2 separate regions of the Mus musculus genome follow, and region 2 is linked to region 1. Evidence: chromatin contacts called from public promoter capture Hi-C data. All regions are on one chromosome and are shown on one strand. Each heading gives the region's core, a stretch centred on a gene start, on an enhancer-like site or on the middle of the called end of the contact. The rest is flanking DNA. Distances are from core to core; before and after follow the strand shown. Region 1 holds the start of Mpp5 (membrane protein, palmitoylated 5 (MAGUK p55 subfamily member 5)). Region 2 overlaps Gphn (gephyrin).

Region 1 (5,616 bases), core at 2,664-5,163:
AAGGAACTGGATGTGCTCAGGAAAGATGAAACCTAAAATGTATCATGCTAAATGAAAGAAAAGGAGAGATGGTGCTTGCTTAAGCAGCACATACACTAATGCTGGCAAGGTAAAGATTAGCATGGCACCTCTACAAGGATGGTATGCAAATACTTGGAGTATTTCATACCTTTACATAGACTTGCAAGACATGGCCTGTGTAAGAAGAAAAAGACCTCAAGATAATGGTTTAAAGGGATGCAAAGGAAACAAGGAAGAGGTGAGGAGGACTGAAAAGCCAAGGCTGGTGCCAACAAGGCAGGTGTACAAGGAGGTGCGTAAGCCTCACGAGGAAGGACAATCTCCAGCTTAAGTAAGACATAGCTGGGCTTTGAACAGTCTGCGTCTCAAACCCCTCCCCAAAGAGGAAAGGCTCCGTGTGTCTTTCCACATGTGTGCAGTACGTATACCTTTCACAAAGGATTTAATAAACTAAAAACTTCAAATGAATGACAAGAAAAACTAGATAATACTATTAAATGTCTTAAAAAGAGAGATTATAGGAGGGAAATCATTAGTTGCTAGGAGTAAAGTCTGGGGGGAGGCTGACTTTAAAAAAAGATAGTACATGAAACTGTTCCGTTTCTTGACTGTGCCAATACATAAAAATTTAATCTTTTAAAGAAAGGAAACAAATACATAATTTCTCATCCATATGGTCAGAAAAATTTAAAACTGACAATGCTAATCATGGGCAAAGATAAGAAAACACTTCCACTCATAAGAGTAAATGCAGGGAAAATCATTTGCCTGGCTGCAACCAATCAAGTCAAAAATGCACAGCAAACTGCAGTCAACAGTTCCCTTTGCAGGTGGTATACATCTTGGGAAAACACACATCTTTCAGAGACACACTGAAGGATATTCATTAAGCACTGTTTGAAGTATTTAAAAAAATAGAAAAAACTTCAAAAAGGAATAAATTGGGTAGTTATTGAAAAAAAAAAAAGGAAAAAACACAGATAGAAGTGAGGAGGGCAGGACATACAACCTTGGCAGTAATTAATATGATGTGGAGAAAGTAACTTACTGATTTAATTAACAATTAGTAAAGAGCTGGGCGTGGTGGCACATGCCTGCAATGCCAGTACTTTGGAGTCTAAGGCAAGAGAATGAGGAGTTTGGGGCCAGTCTAGTTACATTACCAGGTGTAGGTCTGCTTGGGCTACATACCAAGCAAGATGCTAGGGAGGAGAAGTGGGCAGTCACGTGCAATGAGAACACCACTAAAAGTAGAATACCAAAACAAGTGTGAAGTATTTACTTCACACTCATCACCTCTTCTACAACCCTAACTTGTCCCTGAGACCTAAAAATGTTCTGTACATACATAAGATGACTTCCAACTTAATGATCCTGTAATTTACTAAGTGTATAATAAACACTCCAAAATCAGCAAAACATCAGAGAATTAATAGGTCACATTAATATACGTAAGTCAGAACAATTTTTTCCCAAAACATTTCCAAAATATTGTACACGGTAACATATGAAAAGAAAGCATGAATTTTACCTGTGGAAAAGTTAAAAGAATATGCTAAATATTGTCATCTTAAATTTTTTGAAAGTCTGATGATTGTGACATTTAAATGTGTGTTAACTTTGTAAGACTACAGTGCTCACCAGTCCAATTTGAGTGTAAATGTTAATATGAAGGTAGTTTGTTTGTGATTAACATACAAGATCCATCAAAGGACTTCAAGGAGGTTATTCTCAATTATGTGAGTTTATTAATGCATGCTGTGCACACATTACAGGAGAAACCTCAACAGAAGAGAACACCAAACAGTGGCTCAGAACTCTGGTCTACACAGTATCTTAAACAAAGAACAGAAGTATTTTAGACATGACATGACAGAAAGCAGATTTGGCTTTTGTTTACATAGGTAGGGGACTATAGGTAGTGAGTCTGAGCTTTTTAATCAGACCACAATACAGTAGCCTAGATGGAGGGCTCAGCATTAAAGAGCTCTTGCTGAGGAACCAAGTTAAGCTCCCAGCACCCACAATGGGTGGTCCCCGAGAGCCTGTAACTCTAGTTCTAGGGGAATTCAATGCCTTCAGCTGCCACTGGCACATGCATATATGTGTCAATATCCCACCCCCATGAACATATAAATAAAATCTTTTTTCAAAAAAATTACAATTCCGAAGTCGACATGCATAGCTAAGTCACTGTACCACTTTGGATGACCCTTAGGTAGAATTATATTAAGTCTCTCATCTATTTTAACATTATATTTATATATGTGTATGTGTGTGTGTGTGTGTGTGTGTATAAAATCACTAAGGAGTCCACCATTATTTGTCAAATTCAAGGTGATGACTTTTAGTCATTCGTGGCAAATTTACTCAATTTTTAAAAGATTATGAAACGCTGGGTGTGGTGGCGCACACCTTTAGTCCCAGCACTCAGGAGGCAGAGGCAGGCGGATTTCTGAGTTCGAGGCCAGCCTGGTCTACAAAGTGAGTTCCAGGACAGCCAGGGCTATACAGAGAAACCCTTTCTCGACGCCCCCCCCCCAAAAAAAAAGATTATGAATCTCTTTTGATATCTTTGTCTTTTTTACTTATAAAGCTCTTTAAATTTTAATGTAAGCCTGCTATTACAGTTTAGAATGATCTTTAAAACAAGAAATCGTGTCCACAGAAATACTATAGAAACAGCTCGTCAAGAAAGGATAGTGTTCATTCCCACCAATACCTATACTTCAAAGACACCAGCACACCACATAATTTGTTACTGTTGCAAAAGTTAACAAGTTATTAATTTCTGGCATAATTTAAAAGGATAATTAGAATAGTATCATTAAAACATTACAGTGCCTTATTAAAACCAGAAATACCTTCCACCTTATCCGCTAAATCAAAACTTTAGAATTCTTGCTACACTGGCTTTCAGAATTTAAACTCTTGAAACTCTAAATTAGACACAACACACTAAGTAAAAACCCTCGTAGGTGCTGCATTCATTTTAGAGTAAAGTGTCATGGAAAACTTTTCGGCCGAATCTAAATTCCACACACATTACTGTGTGTCAGTCAGCTGGACAGAAGGAGAGAGCTATCCTTAGTCAGTTACGTAATTTACAATAAGGATCGTTCCGAGCGGCATTCATTGAAAGTAGCTCTACCAAGCATTTACAGGCTTCAAAGTTCACCGGACAATCTCCGTCTAAGTTCTGAGAACGCACTACTCTTTAGCAGTGGTCACAAGGAAGCAGGAACTGTTTATCCGCAGAACGCAATGAGTAGCAGAACACCAGGGGCTGACTCAGGCACCGGAACGCTGGCTGCATTCCGTCTTCCACGGGAAAGTGTTTCCCAGGCTGGTTCCCCGATCCGGCCAGGGGTGGGGTGAGGGAAGAGTCCCAGAGACTCGCGAACTCCGGGCCTGGGCGCAGCGAGACGACTCCCTGCCGTGCCCCCGGCAAGTCCGGCGGGGTGGCCCGCCACCGCGCCAAGGTGCGTCCCCCCCACCCCCACCCCCCGGCCCAGGGAACCAACCGGCATCGCGCGGGGAGCGTCCCTCCGAGGGACAAAGGTTGGGCTGCCACCGCGGCGCCCGGCTCAGCCTGGGGCTCTCCCCAGGGAACCCTGGCGGTGCGGCGGGTCTGGGAGGGGGTGCGAGCCCCGCCGCCCCTCCCCCGCCGCGCTCCCGGGAACCTGTTGATTAAGATCGCCACAGCCCGGGCGCTGCGGGTCCGCCCCTTACCTCCAAGCCCCGGCGGCCGCCGATCCTCTCTCCCTCCCTCGCTCCTCAACGCAGCCCAAGCAACAGCCCTCCGTCTGGCGGCCCTCAAAACACTGGATAAAGAATCCAGAAACTCCCGATTCCTCCCACCTCGGAGTCTCCAGTCCCCGCCCCCTCCTCACCGCCAGCCTCCTCCGTCGCCGCCGTCGCCAGCAACTCCTCCTCGAGGCCGCGCGAGACCGGCCCCCGCGGCTGACGCGAGACCGCGCACGCGCCCCTGGGACGCTGGCGCAGCGGGCGCGCCTATCCCAGGCCGTTCCTGGCGCGGCCCGCCCACGGCCCGGAGAGAGGCTGGAACGGATCGTCCAATCCTGAGCGCGCGTGGGGAGAGGGCCCGCTGATTGGTCCGCTCTTCCCCCCCCCCGCCTCCCGGGGGCTCGGCCGCGCGCACTCACCCGCCTCGAACTGCGAAGCGTTCGTTCTAACCGCTGAGTCGCTTCGCTGCCTCAGCCCACCTCCTCGCCTCTGTGTGGGGTCGCCGTGCTTCCCTGAGACGGACTCGGAAGCCGCTAAGGCTCGACGGGGCCTGGGAAGCGGTCATCTCCTGAGAAAAATCCGATTCCCTTGGAAGAGACCCCTGTTGTCCTGTCAGGCACATCAAAAATGCTAATGCTCAAAACAACCGTGACGCCAACACCTGGTTGTGTATAAAGTTCCACACAATTCCCTGATTCCACAGACGACTCCTTTCTGAAAACCAGGAAGGATGTCAAAGGCCACAGTTGTCACAGAATTCTCCGGAGAGGATTGGGAGTTACTTAGGCTAGTCCCAGCGCGAGTCCATGCTGTCAGGACACACCTATGCCACCATCTGGGAAGGGTGGGCACGGAAAGTGCTATGAAAGTGTGCGCGAGGAACTGGATTTGGAGCAAACAGAAATATGTTCTATGTAGAAACCTCTTCTGCTGGACCTAAATCCATTGCTTCAGCCTGTTGAGTTTTCTCAGGGGCACATGTCGTAGACAACTGTCCCTCTGTGCCTTCGTATATGCAATTAATCATGTCTTTATTTCCTCCCACCGTGGTTTTTAAGCACCATTCCCAATATACCCAGGCTCCTACCTACCTTTTTCCTCTTATGGGTTGTTAGTGTCCCCAAGGAATACTATGCCCTCTGAAGTAAGCACAACTTTTTTTGGGGGGTGGGGGGAGGGCGAAATCCTTCTCTTCCTGGATCATCAAATTCAAATCTTACTGACATTTTATTAAGTACTTAACGTTGTTTATTGGTGTTAGTAAGGCAGAGCCAAGGACAGGACTTTTTTACATACCACTAAAGACCTCTTTCCTTCTGTCAAACATACCTCAGTGGACTTTGAGTACAGACGGACAACTTCCAAATATATGTAACTGAACTGTCTGCTTAGTTCATCTTCACAAAGAAGTGAGAATTTGTGAACTGCAAGTGGACTGTCTCCAGAATTCCTAGACACTGTTAGCCACACACAAAAGGTTAGTGAGTGTTGACATTCCTTTCTACCTTTTTTTTTTTTAATGCATAAGACATTAGGTAACAAGTACTCTAGTTCCTTTTTTAAAAAGTGGTTCCCCCACCCCACCCCCTTTTTGGAAATGTTGACATAAAGCTAGCTTACTCTTGTTGTGAGGACTGTTCTGTGCATGATAATGTGTTTGACAAAATAGTTTCTGTCCCTTAGATTCCAGGCACATCTCCCTTTCCAAAAGTGACAAAAGATGTTTACAGATATAGCCAAAGGGTGGGAGGGTGTTCTTTTTTAAAAGATGTATTTGTTTTTTATTTTGTGTATATGCATATTTGCCTGCATTTATGTGTATGTGTTACCTATTGCCTGGTGTTTGGT
Region 2 (5,729 bases), core at 1,984-4,483, 500 kb after region 1:
TTGTACATTTCAAACAGCTCTAACAGAGAAGACTTTGAATATTCCCAAACAAAACGAAACAAAACAAAACACCTGATAAAATGTTTGAGTGAAAGGAGTACAAACTATTCTGACCTAATCATGACACACTGTATAAATTTAACAATGTGCCCCATAAATATGTACAATTCATATGAGTCATTTAATCTTTTAAACAATTAAAAGCAGAATGTGTGCCTATTGATCAGTAGTACTTAAAAACAAACAGAAAAAAAAAAAAAAAACCTAGAGGATGCTCCTAAAAACCCAAGAAAAACTTTATCAAATGACTATAGGAAGAAATAAATAACATCAAAAATGGTAAATAAATTGGTGAATGACATGAGAATCCTCCTAAATATCAGATATTTAAAGCAAAGTATAACAACACTATAAGGTGGGGTTTATAACATATATTTAAAAAACAAAGACCACGAAGAAGAAAACATTTTTTAAAAATGAATAGAGTCACCAAGGAAATAAATAACATAGAGTTCTGTCATTCTAAGTCTTATAATTTGAAATTACAAACAGGATGTAGGATGGGCCAGGTAAAAATAAGATGGAGACAAAGTGATGTACAAAGTTTCAAGTGTGAAATATAAGGATAACTTACAAATAAAATTAAATATCATTATCCTGCTCATGGAGGTGATTATGTGAAATGAAACAAATTAAATTGCTTTCCATACATTCTATGAGAGATAAACAGATATGAAGAATAAAAGACATGTCTAAAACTGCTTTCAAATTTTCTAGACTGTAGATACAGCAGTAGCTCGGTAGTTTCAGGGAGCAAGGCTATGCTCTATTTGGATCATGCAGAAGTATTTAGAGGAGTGGTTCACAATTAGTAGGTCATAACACCTTTCGGGTCGAACAACTTTTCACAGGGTCCAAAAACCCTTTACTGGGGTCACCTAAGACAAACACAGAAATTTACATTATGATTCATTAACATAGAAAAGTTACAGCTATGTAGCAACAAAAATAATATCATTCTTAGGGTCACCACAACATGAAGAGCTGTATTACAGGGTCACAGTATTAGAAAAATAAGAACCACTGATTTAGAGGATCATTAGCAGAATAGAGCATGGACAGGAATCGGAGTATCTGAAGGCCAACAACTCTATCTCAAGATTAGAAAAGTGGCCATTAAAGTAACACGTGTAGAAAAGGTTATCTAACAATGATACCTAGAATAGCAGTATAAGGACTAGGGGCTACAATAAGGTAAATATTTAAGATAATACAGAGGAGGGAAAACATCTATAAAAGTTGGTAGCCATAAAAAGTAGAAATACACAGTCAATAATTTGTGAAGTTGACAAATACTTTACTTAGAGCCAAACTTTAAGCAGGAAATCAGTAATTTGGTTTGGTACATGTTAAATGTATTAATTAGTTAGACATAAATGGCTACTTATACTTTGTTCAGATATACATGCTTATACCTGTATAACTTCAAGTGGGAAACCTACATGAATATATAATTTAGTAGTTGTCAGCATACAGTTATTAAGTGTCGTGATGAAGGGAGTGAATGTACATAGAGAAAAGGTCCAACTTGTAAAAGACTGGGAAGGAAAAAGACAACTGACAAAGAGAGGCAAAATGTTAAATTGTTATGTTCTAGAAACCAAATGAAAAAGCTGTTGGAAGAAGGGATAGGAAGGGAAGCAAACAATATTGCTAAATTAAGAGAGATTATGAATATTGAGAAATCCAGTTTGAAATTCACTGGTGACATTATCAAGGGTATTTTCATTGAGAAAACAAAAGTCTATTTTGTACTGAACTTGAGAGCAAATAGGAAATAAGCAATTGGGGGCTAAGAATATAGAGTTCTTTCAAGGAGTTTACCACAACTAAGGAGCAAATAAACATTCTTAGGGGGTGGAGGGTGGGCGTAGGAGAGTGGAGGTGGGGTGTAAGAAGAGTAACACAAGAAAACACAGGATATATGTAAGAGAGTTAAGAGTGCATTTCACAGAGAAAGAAGCACCATAAAATTTAAGATGTATATAAGAGAAAGAGATGATTGAAGAGACTGGGGAACAATTAAAGGATGGTAGAATCAATATTAATTATCCCAACTTCAAAACAAGACTTACACGCTAGAGATGGCTAATTAGATAAAACACTTGTCATCAAAGCATAAGGGCCAGAATTCAAAACTTCTGCACCCATCAAGTTGGGAAAGTATGATGGTCTGCTTGTAATCATAACATTCAAGAAGTGGGGAAGCTGGCTAAGTAAACTAGCTAAATATAGAGAGAACTTGGTTCAGCAAGAGATTCTGTCTCAGTAAATAAAATGGAGAGTAGTGGAGAAAGATAACCAAGATGAAATTTTGGACTCTATGCTCATCAGACACACATGCACATAAGCACCTGTGCATGTGTATCCCTACACATATACATATCCCCCACACACACACACACACAGAGAGAGAGAGAGAGAGAGAGAGAGAGAGAGAGAGAGAGAGAGATGTGCCCCATTCTGTTTATGGTAACTTCACCAACATCACCAAAATGCCTTGTAAATTTGATTTTCATTGGTATACCAATTTCCAGACTCTCAAGACATGTCTTGCCCTCTTTTTTCTTTTCTTTTTTTTTTTTTTTTTTTTTGGTTTTTTCGAGACAAGGTTTCTCTGTGTAGCCCTGGCTGTCCTGGAACTCATGCTGTAGACCAGGCTGGCCTCACCCTTTTCTTAAACATACAGAATAATGGACATTTTACTCTACAGGTGAGATTACCTTTTGAAACTCTGATCCAATAGTAACTTCTGAACAGAAAATTTCTACATATTATTGATAATTAAACCCTTCTAGTGGGCATTTTGTCTGACCAGTAAGTCCAGTTAACCCATTTTAGTGGGCAACCATAAAAATATATTAAGTAAAAATAATTAAGCTGATAAATTTTATTATAATTTGTAAATATTCAGTCCACTTTCATTCAAAACAACTTCCACAGGTTCTCATGTTAACACAGAATATTTCTGTAGAAGTAAACATCTTTGCCCCATTAACTTTGGCTTCAGCTACTGATGTGCTTTGGCCAGTAACATAAAAACAAATATCCAAGCAGAAGTTTTAAAAGCCACTGTGTATGTTTGCCAATTTTCTTCTTTTCCTCCTCTGTTACAAGAACAGCATGGCCCAAATAGGAGTTGTTCCCCAGCCTGGATCTCAGAATCAGAAGCTATGTGGAGCAATAGGAGAGCCAATGCCAAGCTTTAGCTAGCATGTAGCAAGAGGAGAATAAGCTATTGTTGCAGGCTGCTGAAATATTGAGGTCATTTGTTATACAGCAAAACTAGGCAAAAGTTAATACAATGTGTATTACTTCATAATCAGAAAAATAGATTTCACTGCTTTAATCTTTAAGGATAGCAATTATAAACACTTGACAACAACTAGAAAAAAATGAGCTTCTGTCCCATTTTTAAGATATCAGAATATTTATGAAGTAAAATACAATAGATGAGCTAAGATGTAGAGAGATAAGAGCCTTTTTATAAATAACAACAACCCATCATCTTCTTTCTTAGGAGAATTAGAAGTTCTAGAATAGACTGAGTATTAAGGTTGGCTGGGGAAGACGGACTCTACTGGTGAAAACAGAAAGCAATGGAGCAGCTTTTTAGTGTAGTAGTCCAAATGTAAACTAATTAATTGCTGAATTCTAAGTAAAGTTGGAGGGCACAAGACTAAGCTAGCAGAAAGAAAGACACAGCAGGGAGATATCTCCCTTACTTCTAGTGCTAGAAGGAAAAAAATGCTAGAGAAAGGAGGCTCAGCCTTAAATAGACAGGTGGCTTATAAACATTTGCCTGAATATAAGACAATTCGAGCAGGAGATCAAAAAGCTCATCTCAAAACTTTCAAAGTGTAAAAATGAAACTCTCACCATCTTTCTCCATGTAATGAAAAAATCTGGCAGCTTTCCAGGAAAAAAAAAAAAAAAAAAAAAAAAAAAAACCCTAACAGAGACAAGACAACCAGGCACAAACTAAAGCTGACTAAAACTGCAATCCAATGATCCTAATAAAATACAACACAAGTACTAAGTATCCTGAAGGGGCAATGTTTCATTCACCAACCTGGCAAACAGCTGAAAAGATGATAAAAATATCATTGTCAGCTCAATCAAATAGTTCAACTATACATAATATTTAATATAAAATTTAAAACTATAATATGTTTGAAGAAAAAAGAAAGTATGACCTATAGTTAGACCAAAGACAGAAAACAGAGTAAAGTCAGAAATTATGTAATAGAATTAGGGGCAAGGGTTTAAATTAGCAAATATTAACATGTCAATAGAAACAGAAAAATAAAATTTATGACGGACAGAGGTAGTAAAGGGAGGGTCACTAATTTCAAATGAACTAGACTTCCAAAAACTGAAAACGAAAAATGTAAAAACTAAGCTTTAGCAATATAATAGCAACCAACTGTAACTGCAGAACTTGGGAGACTAATGAAGGAAAATCAGAAGTTCAAGGTCTGTCTGGGCTATATGATGAGTTTGATGCAATCCTGGGCTACATTAATAACTGCACTGATGAATATTAAATTTTTGATACATTAATATTAGTCTAGCACAACATAAGACAAAATTAGTATGGTTAAAGAACATAAAGTACCCAACTGAATCAAAAATAGAAAAGAGTAGAAAGAAAAAGACGCATGTGAAATATAGTCAAACATCTAACATTGTTGAATAGAGAAACTGAAATAAAAGTAAAATTTAAAGATATAAAAAACTCAAAGTTTATGGAAAACATCAAATCACCAAAAACCTAAAGATATGTCCAAAGAAAAATCAGGCTTAAGCACCACGTAGTCACCCCATTATAAACTCAAAATAAAACAAAACAAAAAAGAAATCTTATAAGCAGCCAAAATTTATATACTTTTTTAAAAGATCAAAAGTAAATCTAATAGCTAATCTTTCAAAAGAAACTATGGCAGTAAAAAGTAGGAATTAAGTATTTGAAGTGCTGACAATTAAAATTGCTAACCCAGGATTTTGCACCAGTTTTTTTTCCTTCAAATAAAATGTTTTTTCAAACACACATACAAATTGAGAATATCTGCCTCTAGCATACTAACATTCCCAGAAAAAGAAATTTTATAGGACAAAAAAAAAAAAGTCCCAGATGTTAAGAGAATATTTTTTAAATGAGGGAAGTACATTATGATGGGCATATATGGATAACATAAAAAGTATTGATGCTTTTGTCAAAACCTTTTACAATTTATATCCATGTTGCTTCTGGAATTACAAGAGAGCTACACACATAACCTAAATTATCATTTTTTTTAATTTTTAAAATAGTGGGCCTGGAGAGATGGCTCATTGGTTAAGAGTGCTTCTTAATCTTACATCTTATAAAAGTTCACTTGCTAGCACCCATATCAACCAATTAACAACTGCCTGAAACTCTATCTCTATACCCTCTTCTAGCCTCCACAGGCACCTGAATGCACACCCACACAAAAGTATACAAATGGCAGAAGGTAATAAATGAAGGTTTAGTATTGCTCAGAAAATAGTAAAGTGTTTAAGATACACTTACAAATCAAGAGTGTTCCTTCAAATACATAGAATTCCTAAATATTATACTTACGGAAGAATGTAAACTGAAAAACTAATGTAGAAAATAAATCTTAGAAAACTTATGAATTAGAAAA

The links. Promoter capture Hi-C pulls out the DNA fragments that hold promoters and counts their contacts.
Region 2: a contact with region 1 is called in a promoter capture Hi-C map of hippocampal neurons, with 2.8 times the contacts expected there. The contact joins the enhancer-like site here to the promoter of Mpp5 in region 1. A contact is called at or near these places in 3 of 39 promoter capture datasets (the 3T3-L1 cell line, hippocampal neurons and second pharyngeal arch cranial neural crest) and 3 of 115 datasets of contacts at active chromatin or transcription factors (embryonic midbrain, epiblast stem cells and stem cell-derived neural progenitor cells).

The regions. Positions count from the first base shown.
Region 1 is chr12:78,747,244-78,752,859 of GRCm38.p6, reverse strand. It overlaps Mpp5 (membrane protein, palmitoylated 5 (MAGUK p55 subfamily member 5)), which reads right to left and starts at 3,913. Exons shown (of 15, transcript NM_019579.3): 1 at 3,754-3,913.
Region 2 is chr12:78,246,840-78,252,568 of GRCm38.p6, reverse strand. All of the region lies in intron 1 of Gphn (gephyrin), which reads right to left. Among named protein-coding and RNA genes, the nearest start is that of Gphn, 23 kb to the right of the region's middle. Within about 2 kb of position 3,233, at least 25 of the 459 cell types and tissues checked have an H3K27ac peak or open chromatin away from gene starts, as enhancers often do.